Linked DNA regions of Manis pentadactyla: region 2 is linked to region 1. Evidence: chromatin contacts called from public Hi-C data. All regions are on one chromosome and are shown on one strand. Each heading gives the region's core, a stretch centred on a gene start, on an enhancer-like site or on the middle of the called end of the contact. The rest is flanking DNA. Distances are from core to core; before and after follow the strand shown.

Region 1 (5,302 bases), core at 1,686-4,185:
TGTCTTCTTCCCACACTAGACCCCATGAGACCAGGAACTTTCCTGTTATATTTACCATTTCTCCCCAGTTTCTAGACAGTGCCTGGCACTTAGTAGACATTTAATAAATGATTGCTGAGTTTGACTAAATGAAGGAATGAATCTGTTAAGACTTGGCAGAGGGCTGCCTCCTCTCTAAGGTTCTCCTAGAAAGAACTATTCTTTTGCTCTTCACTACACTGTTATATACTTCTCCTACAGCATTCACCAGTGTGTCCCTGAACTTGATTATGTGCACTTCAAGGTCATGGACTGGGTTTTATTCACCTTTGTATCCCCAGTGCCTGGCACAGTGAATGACAACACCTGACAGGTGCCCAGGAATGTTTGCAGACTTAAAAATGAAAAACATACCAGATCTCTAGCTGACCTTTTTCCAAGTCTGCTGCTTTTAATTCTGGTCTACTTCTCACCTTAACACCCAAAATTAATTTTATTAAGAAAAAACCCACCTGTACACGATTTTGTTGGTTGGCAAATCACCCAACAAAGCAATATAAAACATAAAGTCCAAAAATTTACATCTTGAAAAAAATAGCAGTTAAAGTAGCTTTATGATTCAAGGCTTATCTTACCCACCTCACTCCCATTCTTCCCCATCAAATTTTTAAAAATTCTTTCCACTCCTGAATTTACTACAGAAAATTTGAGAGGACCCTACAACCTAAGGGTACAATCTCCAACAATATGGTCCCAATACAAAGAATCCCACTCTCATGCAACGACAGTATTTGGTATTAGCTAACTACCCCACCACCTTTTTTACAATGGAGTTTGATTTGAATTTAACTCTCACTTGTTTATCGAGGCACACCCTAGCTTATGTAGTATAACACAGCAGTCTTAACATTCAGGATAAGCCAGAAGCCTCTGAAATCAAGGAAACTCTATACTTACTTGCTCTGTTGGGAACAGGGTATTGATATACTCCACAGCATTGAAATCTGCTCGATCTAGAGGATCCTGGCTTGGAAATACCTATACAAGGACAAGGGATTAAAAATAACTGGCACCTTTCTGTCTTGTTTTATGTATTATTTTTTTCTTCCCTACTGGGTGGTAAAATTTTTGAAGGCAAAAACCACATATTTTTTCATTTTATAAGGCTTAACACACAACAGATGCTCAATAAAATATTTGTTTAAGCAAATCTTTAATTTTCACCAACTTCTGTAATTTTAATATATTGGCGCCACTAGCAAAACGTGTAACAGTGAAAAAGTTCCACAGGCATCAACAAAATCCCAAGGACAAGAAAAAATAAGCAGGCACTGTGCACTGTCAGATTAAAGCAGCTGATGACATGGTTATATTAAAGCAAGTCTTGGTAACAGATTTATGCACTACATCTCGATGATGTCTCAGCAGTAGAATTCATTATGCACTGAAGGAATTTTTATGCTTCAGACCATGTCAGGAAATGGAGAGCTGGCATTCAGGAACTGTCCATTTCTTTAGCAAAAGAAAGAATGCTGCCTTCTGAGAAATACAGGTAACTCCCTTCAATAGTTGCAACTTGAAGAACATGTAACAAGGTGGATTATAAAGCAGTCTTGTGATCCCTGGGTACTGGATACTGGATTTTACCAGTTCAGGATAGTTTTTCTGGGAAGCAAATTTTTTTTCCTGGTGTCTGCTTTTTAGATAAACCTATGCTAGAACTCAATCATATTAAGAAATAGCAAAAATGTGCTCTGCTAAAATCTTGGTCAAACAATAGCTGACTGCATTATTTGCTGCTTCTATGACGGTCCAAACAGCAAATGAAATGTATGTCTTCTTCTGGCCGATGGAGGTGGGAGGGGAACAGTGTGGCCTGAAAAACCAAACCCTCTGCCGAGGGTTCTGGTAGCCTCACAGTTTGTACCAAATATGCTTTGAATGGGTAATTCAACCATTCCTAGAAAAACACACATCCAAAAATCTTTATAAATGGGGCAATACAGATAAATTTCTTAGTGCTGTGGCAGACCCATGGTAAGTATTAATGCTCAATAAATATTAACTATTAGTAATAATAGTAGTAATTTCTTACTTTGAAAACCTTTCCAGTGGTTATTAAATGTGGTATAACCCTCCTTTTCTTAAATCATACCCTTATGCCAATTCTTTTAAGGGAAATTTTCCCCCTTTATCAGGAGCAATACCCTGATAAAGTACAAGGGTCTAAATCGTTATTTCGAATATCATTACTCTTAAAAACTCAACTTGCAAAGAGAATTTAGTCAACCAAGGAGCCCTGCAGGGAAGGGAGACCTCTGGGAATATTGTTCAATCTGACTCAGGCTATCAACAGCAGGAATTCTCAGCCTTTTAAGTGTGGTAAAGAGATCTGTTTTCAAACGATTCCCTTCTACTCTGCGATCTGCTTCAGAAGTTAAGGTTACCCCTCCCCTCAATTCCGAGTCCTTCACAAGAGGGCTAGGCTGAGAATCGGGCGCGGCAGCAGATCAGCCTGGTAAATGAATGAACAGACCCACAACGCCCCGAATCTGAGGTTACTACCCATCTTCTACGTTCATCCTCTGAGGACGCACAGCTCCTTTGCCCAAATCCACCAGGACGCCCCACTCTCCAAAGACAATCAAGGCCTAGAAAGAGCTCTCTCCCTCCCCTACACTCGAAAACCCCCTTCCGCCATCACCTCCCCCACAACCCTTCCTTTCCGGTCAGCGCCCAGCTCCCACCTCTCCGCCCGTAGACCGCTCCCTCCCCGTCTCACTCAGTTCCCACCCCTAACGCGGCCCCGTCCTCCGCACTCTCCTCCCCTCAGAGGGGCGGAACGCTCACCTGCTCGATGGCTAGCTGCACGTCGGGCGTGAGCTGCAGCACGGCCTCCAGCTCCTCCGCGAACTCCAGTTCTTCTTCCTCCATCATCCCGCAGCCCACCCCAACCGCGAGTCGATCCTCCAGCGGCCACCCAAGCCCCAGAACCGCAACCCTCCCGCGGCGGCGCTCAGGCGATCGCCGGCTCTGACAGCCAGCCCGGCACTTCCGGGAAGCCCGGCGCTTCCGGGATCCGGGGCAGTCTGGGATAGCGGAGGACTGACCTCTGATCGCCCGGAGGAGACGGTAGGGGCAGTCCCGGGAGACTCCCCATACCGCCCTGTAGTCCAGCGGCCCCTCCCTGCCCTCACCTCACCGAAGGCGGCGTCCCCTCACTGAGGGGCCTGGTGTTGGGGAGGACCTGGCCGTCCCGGCAGGATCCCCCTGCGGCGGGGTGGGGGAAGCCCCAGCAGCGTCGCGACCCACCGGGAGCAACCCTCACTGGCCGCGAAGCTGGCGACTCTCCGGCACCAGGGCCCCCTTGGTCAGTGACAGTAGGTGACCACCTGCCATCGGGGGAGAAATGACCCCAGCTGGTAAGTGGCGATCTTGCCAAGGATGATTTGTAGGATGAGACAGAGTCCACTTGACAGGAGTTCGTTCTCCGTGTGCCAATCTGTCGGCAGTTGTCTGCGGGTATCTGCAGCTTTCTACTCGAGGCGGGGGGTAAAAGAGCCTGATTAGGCAGAGCCCCGCCGCTGGGGAAATGTTTATGACACCCTTGAGTATCTGGAGTCTTAAGTCCCATTCCACGACTCATAAGCTGTGTGATCTTGAACAAATTACTCCGTCTGCCCTGCTTGCCATACCCAGTGGTGAGGGTTAAATATACAAAGCGCTATGCAATTTTAAGCTAGGGTATCTGGGACTTTGTACCACAAAGGGAAGAGGCCAGATAACCCTGTGGAACCACTTTTCCATCAGACACTTAAGACAATGAGAGAATTGCGGGCAAAGGAAGAGTTGTTTTACCAGTTAAACACTCTGAAACTCTAAGCTGGAAGAGTCCCTGGCTCCACTGAGCTTTTTTTTTTTTTTTTTAATTTTACCAGAATTGTTTATAGTAAAGAAAAGAGAGAAGCAATATAATTTCTAACAATAAAGAAAGGCTTAAAAATATAAATCGGCCATACAATGGAATATTAACCATAAAGTCATGATTTTGAAAATTATTTAATGACATGGAAAAATGTGCTTGATATATTACAGAAAGCAAAAAAGTACACCATGGTCCAGTTTATGTGTGCATGTATTTTGCACCTATAAAAATGATAGCAAGGAAATACTACTTTTAAGATAATGGAATATATTCTTTGTACATTTTCCTTAAATATCTACAATTAACCTGTAGTTCTGTAATCAGAAAAGATGCTTTTTTTTTAAAGGAAAAGGTAATTACATCCACCTTTTCACTTTTTAACATTAAATAATTTATATATGGTAAAATTCACCCTTTTAGTTTATGCCATGAGTTTTGATAAGTGCATAGGGTCACATAACTGTCATAATTATCAAGTCCTAAAACAGTCCCATCATCCCCTGAAATTCCCTTATGTCCCACCCCCTCCCCTGGCAACCAGTGACCTCATTTCTTTCTCAATAGTTTGACTTTTCCAGAATGTCATATAAATGGAATCATACAATATGTCACCTTTTGAATCTGGCTTCTTTCACCTAATATGAGTCATTTGTGTTTCATCATTGGCAGTAGGTGGCATGCATTGGTAGTTCATTTCTTCTTGCTGAGTGGTAATCCACCATACAGATATACCACAATTTGTTTATCCATTCCCTGATAGGATATTTGGGTTGTTTCCAGTTTTTGGCAATGATGAATAAAACTGCTATAAATATTCATGTACAGATTTTTTTGTGTGAACATTAAGTCCATTGCACTTGGGTAAATACCTAGAATTGGGATTGCCAGGTTGTATGGTAGGTCTTTATAGAACTTTTATCTAAGAAACTGGTATATTGTTTTCCAAAGTGGGTGCATCATTTTTGCACTCCTACTAGTGACATATGAGAGTTCTGGTTGCTCAGAGAGTTTATTTTGCATAATGGCAATAATAACTAATATTTTCCAGGCATGCATTATCTCTTTTAATCTACATGGCAGTTCTGAGCTTGGTAGTTATCATCATTATCCCCATTTAACAGATGAGAAAATGGGGATGTAATTAAAAACAAAACAAAAAACTTACCCAAGTTCTCATAACTATTCCTGCTGTCCCTGCTGGTGATAAGGCACTAGGCCAGAAGCTGAATATTTAGCAATCAACAAAAGAGGCCAAGTGCCTGCCTCCACAGAGCTCTTTCTATGTATGAGAAGGATTTTAATACAAATAAACATTTCTGATAGGTCTAATGAAAGACAAGTAAGGCCTGTGTTAAGAGACTATATTGATAGTGTGCTGATTGGATTTGGGGGTCAGGA
Region 2 (5,302 bases), core at 1,464-3,963, 220 kb after region 1:
GACAAAAACTGAAAATTACAGAAGAGGAGTTTGTTCCGCAGCTCTCTGGTTTCAATGGAGAAAATAATTCCTTTGAAAATGAGTACAAAGCTTGTAATTTCCAAGAGTATGTTTTCCATAAGAAACACAACTTGAGTCTTTAGACCTGGAGTATCACTACAGGTAAGAATGTTTTTAGGATCAGATATTGAGTTGTCTTTTCCTGAAGGTCCAGGAGCAAAAACAACTTCCTCGAAAAACTAGACTTGTTTTACACAACAAAGTGAACTATAGTATGTGAGCAAAAAATTAAACTTAAAATGCTAATACACCATGGTTTGGGCATGTGCAGCACTGTGAACTGCATTTTCAAATGAGGGACTGCCTTCTGCCATTCTCTCACCTTGAGAGACATGCTAGACTCTCATCTTGGCAGAATTAGTAGGTCCAGTTTAGAACCACAGACCACTTTTTTTGTGCAAAGAGGCTGGCTAAGGCTTGGGGAAGCAGGCATGGCCTATGTCAAATCAAATACTATTTTTGAGAAAAAGCGTTAAGCATTTGCAACACATCTCAATTTGCTCCATATGTTTACTGTCCAGCAAATTTACTTCCCCCACTGTGAAAAACACAATAGGCCTGTGGTCTATAACATTTTTACCATCATTGTATATTTGCAAAAGCTAGAAATCATCTGTCCTGCCCAATAAGGACATTATTTTACACAGCCGGTCTACAATAGAAACTTGCCATAACAATGAAAACATTTTTTGGTAAATCACTTTCTGAACATTTCCTCCCCCAAAGGATCATAAAAACAACCACGGAGGAAAACAAAGGATCACATATTTTAAAGCAAAAAGGACTGGCCATTCATATTCATTCACTCTCAAGCATATAAATCAAATATGGGCAAAATCACCTCAACAGTGGTTAAAATGCCAGAGTTTTGCCTGTGTGTGGTTAGTGAGACCATGTTTTTCCAATGTTAAATTTACAAACTGTATTTGTTAAACTGTATTTCATACTTTAAATCCCAGGTCTGTACCTTACAGTGCTTCAGAATGGATGATTTACTCAAGACATTTGGGGTCACAATATAAGCCTTTTGCTCTAAATTTAAATCATGCTTCTCAACAAGATTCCATACACATAAAAGAAACACATGGCATGCCCTTACCATCCTCCCTAGAGAAACCTAAATTCCCCCAGAAGAACCCTTCTTCCCTCCACTCCATAAATTCAGACTCCCCTCAGAAAGGGAGGACCGGGATGAGTATAGGCATAGTAATTAACAGCGCTCCAAAACTTTTTGTTTCGATTCATAACATTTCCTGAATTCGTTTTATGAAAACAGACATCTCATCCAACAGATAGTCAAAAACCCAAACTAATTTCGGCAGCAAACTGGGACCAATGAGAAGGTGACAGCCAAGTACATGTTTCCCCCAGGCCTGCTTCTTCCGGCTACTCTGCACCTGTGGGGTCGGTGCAGCATTTAATCTAATGCCATGACCACAGTGGCCCACCAACCAAGCAACTAAGAGCCGCACGGACGGGTCTGTTCCGGTGCCTGGGAGGCATCTGGGGAGAATGGCAGGACAGCCAGACAATGAAAAGCTCCCCGGTGGCCACCAGTTCAGCCGGGGCTACGGAGGGAGGGAGAAGGGGAGAGGAGTGAGCTGCCTCCTCCCGCAAAGCCACGGTCAGCGGCTGCCTCCCCGGGGCGCCGGGCTGCCTGACTTCGGCCTCGGCCTCCGGGTCCCGGGTTACAGGGGGCGGGGGCCCCAGGAGAGCAGATTCCCTGGGAAAGAAAGGAAACTTCCTGGTGTGGGCATTATGGGAAGGGGGCTAGGCCCTCCCCCACCCACTACAGGTATCCGCGGGGAGAGTAGCGGCGGCTGCGGGAAGGAAGCAGCTCCTCCCCGCGCCTCAGGCAGGGGGGGGTGACGGAGTCCGGGTGCCCAGACGCGGCCACCCCCTAGGCGAGACTCCCAGCATGTGGGGCCCGGGCTCGCGACTCCTCAGGTCGCAAGCCGGGGTCAGGAGCCGAGAGATGTCAAACTTCCCCCGGCGGGCGCGGCCTGGCACCGGCACAGAGGAGTTGCCACCCCCAGCCCGGCGGGGTCTTGGGATGGGAGGCGGCACAGGCAGAGGAAGGGAACACTGAGGCCAGAGGAGCGGGGATACGGGGGGGGGCAGAAGGTGCGGACCCCGCTCCCGGGGCCGCGCGGGCTGCGCACCCAGGCCGGGGGCGCCGACGAGGCCCGCGCCGCTCACCTTCCTGTGCTTTTCCTTGTAGGGCAGCGCCAGCCACGGCATGTCCCGCACGAAGTCCTGCCACTGCCGCTGGTCCTGGTCCGAGGACACGAAGACGATCTCCAGGCGGCGCCGCGACTCGGGCTCCGCGGCCGCCCCGGCCCCCGGCCCCGGCCCGGCCGCCGCTTCCCCCCGCAGGCGGCCGTAGAAGGCGGCCAGGCTGCCGCTGAGCTGCGCGCAGGGGGCGCTCAGGCTGCAACCGAAGTAGAGCCCGAGCAGCGAGATGCCGCGGGAGCCCAGCGAGTGCACGTCCACCTCCTCGCCGCTGCCCGTCACCAGCTTCTCGCCGAGCAGCTCCTCCAGGAAGCCCGACATCCTGGCCCACCGCAGCCCGGGCACGCGGGCGGGCAGGCAGCGGCGACCCCGCTCCCTCTGTCCGCGCGGCGGGCGGCGGCGGCGGGCGCGGGAGAGAGCCCCGCCCACCCGGCCGCCCTCGCCACGCCCCCTCCGGGCCGCCCTCGCCACGCCCCCTCCGTGGCCGTCCTGGGCCGCGCGGACGGTCGGCGCCCTGTCCGCGGCAGCCGAGGGCTTCCACCGAGCGGCCGAAGTGCTCGGCGAACAGCCCTGCGAGGAGGCTGGCCGGAAGCGCCCTCTCGGACGGGAGTGCTCGGGGTCTACAGGAAACGAGGGCCCGCCGAGCCCGGCTTTCCGAGGCCGCAGTCCGCACTGGGTTGGACTTGCCCTCGCCCCTCCCTCCATTTCCTCTCCCCTCGGAATTACAAATTCTCTGCGGACTTCTCCAGGGACTACCCCTGTTCTCCGACCTGAGTTCTCTTCCCCTTCCTGTCCCTCTGCCTCCTTCCCTCGCTCCCCCTACACAAAGCCCAGCCCTTGGCCATTTCGTGCCGCACTGACCTCTCGCCGTGTTGACAGCCCTACCATCCTCACACATTATCACTTCATCAGGCTGCGTCCTGCTCGGCACGCACTTCTCTGTGTATATGTTTTGGGTGTGTTTTTGTCTACTGTGAGAGGACTCGAGGATGCCACCCCAGATTTCTTGTGTGGCTTCTGCTCTGGTGCAAGACACACATGAGGGAATCCATAAATACTTGTGGGTTGATGGCACGTCGCACTGTGGGAGTTCAGTCCCCATGTCCCCTAGGCCATTTCCCACCAGCGAGTGGCTCTCTTCCATCTCCACAAATGTGTGCAACAGATGCCACAACATCTTTAAATCAATGATGGCTGCTCTCCTGAATTGGTTCCATAGCTTATATCGATTGTTGATAGTTGAGAAAAATTCTAGGTTTGTTTTGTTTTGTCAGCTGGCAAGATGCTACCCTATGCTTAGAACCTGGATTAAACAGGTGGTCTGTGATAAGTCTTCCCGCCTCCTCTCACACAAACACACACATACAAAAAATCTATACCACACTCACCCTTTGTGGAGGACCTTCAGTGTGTGCCCGCCCAGCCACCAACAAGCCACTGAAAGGAGAAAGCGCCCCTTTCGCCCGGGTCCATCAGCTCTTTGGAAGCTATTTCCTGGGCATCTACCGCCATCTAGTGGAAAGAATGAAAATGAAGATGAGATCAACCAGACCCCAATAACGTGAAAAAAGATACTGGCAGTCACACACAATATTTGTTATTACTTAGCGGCTTTACACACACACACACACACACACATCCATAACATGCTTTATGAAAGTTCATTTAAGCCCCAGAATATAACTGCGAGCTTCTGACACAAACATAAATTTTCATGCCTAAAGTTTTCAGCTCAGTGAAATGTTACCACATAAATCATGAGAGGTGGAGGTAGAAGCCAAGAGTGGATGGGCAGTCTCTAAAAATTATGTCCACTTTTCTAAGTATCTACCTAACAGTGCTGCTCATTTCACAAGCAGAATCTTTGGATTGAGTTCTGCCTTTACACTGCCTTTACACAAAAACCCTACCACAAAGGCAAATTCCAAGTTAATTCTTAGAATATTATGCCAAATTTGGTGCTACTGTAGGGATAGTATCATCACAAAACACAGGGAAAGCATCATTTTTTGAGTGAAAATACGGTAAGGCTATTATCATAACAGACAGTAAGTTGTTACTAGAATCTTCTAAAATCCTGAAAATAAGCTAAAATGCTTTATCTCTTCATCTAAATCACGTTTGAATACCCATGGGTGGGTCTGCATTAGACATCATTGAAAGCACGTGAAAGATAGATTCCTACACTCTGACATTTTCAGATGAACACTGGAGATGTAAAAGAATGACAAGCATTTACATCCTATGGAAGCCAGAGGAGAAAGTACTTGGCATGGAGGTACAGGAGGACAGAATTTTGGGGATCGCAAATGTGGAGGATTGAAAATAGTGAGCTCATTATTAGAGTACTTAACTTTGGTATCCTAGGTGCAAGTCTGATATAAAGAGGAGGTTTGTTTGCATCTAACTTTTCTTATTTTACAGGAAAGCACTTTCCATTGGACTGTGTCCAAACCAGCATCTGGCACCTGGAAAGTGAGAGTTTGAACATACTGCACATGAAATATAAATAAAATTTTGAGAATTGTTGATGCAGCAGGCCTTGGTTAGAAGCCAAATATCGCAGCTGCTTTTTAAAGGGGTGTGGAGAGAGGGGATTTGCAATGGAAATTATTCCAAAATCATAATTCTAGTGGGTGTTTGTTACAAGAAGCCCAAGGAGACTCATTTGGCTTCCTGTAAAGAATAGCCAACATCCTTGGGCTTGCAGAAAGCACTTTCTCTGCTTATACAGTTCAAGAGACCCACTTAAAGAGAATATGCCTACTGGTATTCAGCTAGTTATGTTATATGAATTCACTAGCTATTCTGAAAATTATTATTGTTTTGAAATATGTTTTAAGAAGCCACAATATGCCTGACATTGTACAGAACATACACATTACAGAGTTTTCCTTTTGGGAAATTGCATTCTAAGACATGATATCACACAAAACAGGCACAGAATATATATTTGTCACCTTTTAAGAGTCATAAATCACATTTCTTGGTCTTAGGTATAGCAACATAA

The links. A called contact is a pair of places that touch in the nucleus more often than the background predicts.
Region 2: a Hi-C map of skin fibroblasts shows a contact between it and region 1, with 8 times the contacts expected there. The contact joins the promoter of NXN here to the promoter of TLCD3A in region 1. A contact is called at or near these places in 2 of 3 Hi-C or Micro-C datasets (fibroblasts and skin fibroblasts).

The regions. Positions count from the first base shown.
Region 1 is chr4:141,745,710-141,751,011 of mManPen7.hap1, forward strand. It overlaps TLCD3A (TLC domain containing 3A), which reads left to right and starts at 2,936. Exons shown (of 6, transcript XM_036906233.2): 1 at 2,936-3,401. It overlaps VPS53 (VPS53 subunit of GARP complex), which reads right to left and starts at 3,052. Exons shown (of 22, transcript XM_036906231.2): 1 at 2,830-3,052; 2 at 937-1,017. The coding sequence starts at 2,916.
Region 2 is chr4:141,964,735-141,970,036 of mManPen7.hap1, forward strand. It overlaps NXN (nucleoredoxin), which reads right to left and starts at 2,714. Exons shown (of 8, transcript XM_036906240.2): 1 at 2,260-2,714. The coding sequence starts at 2,613.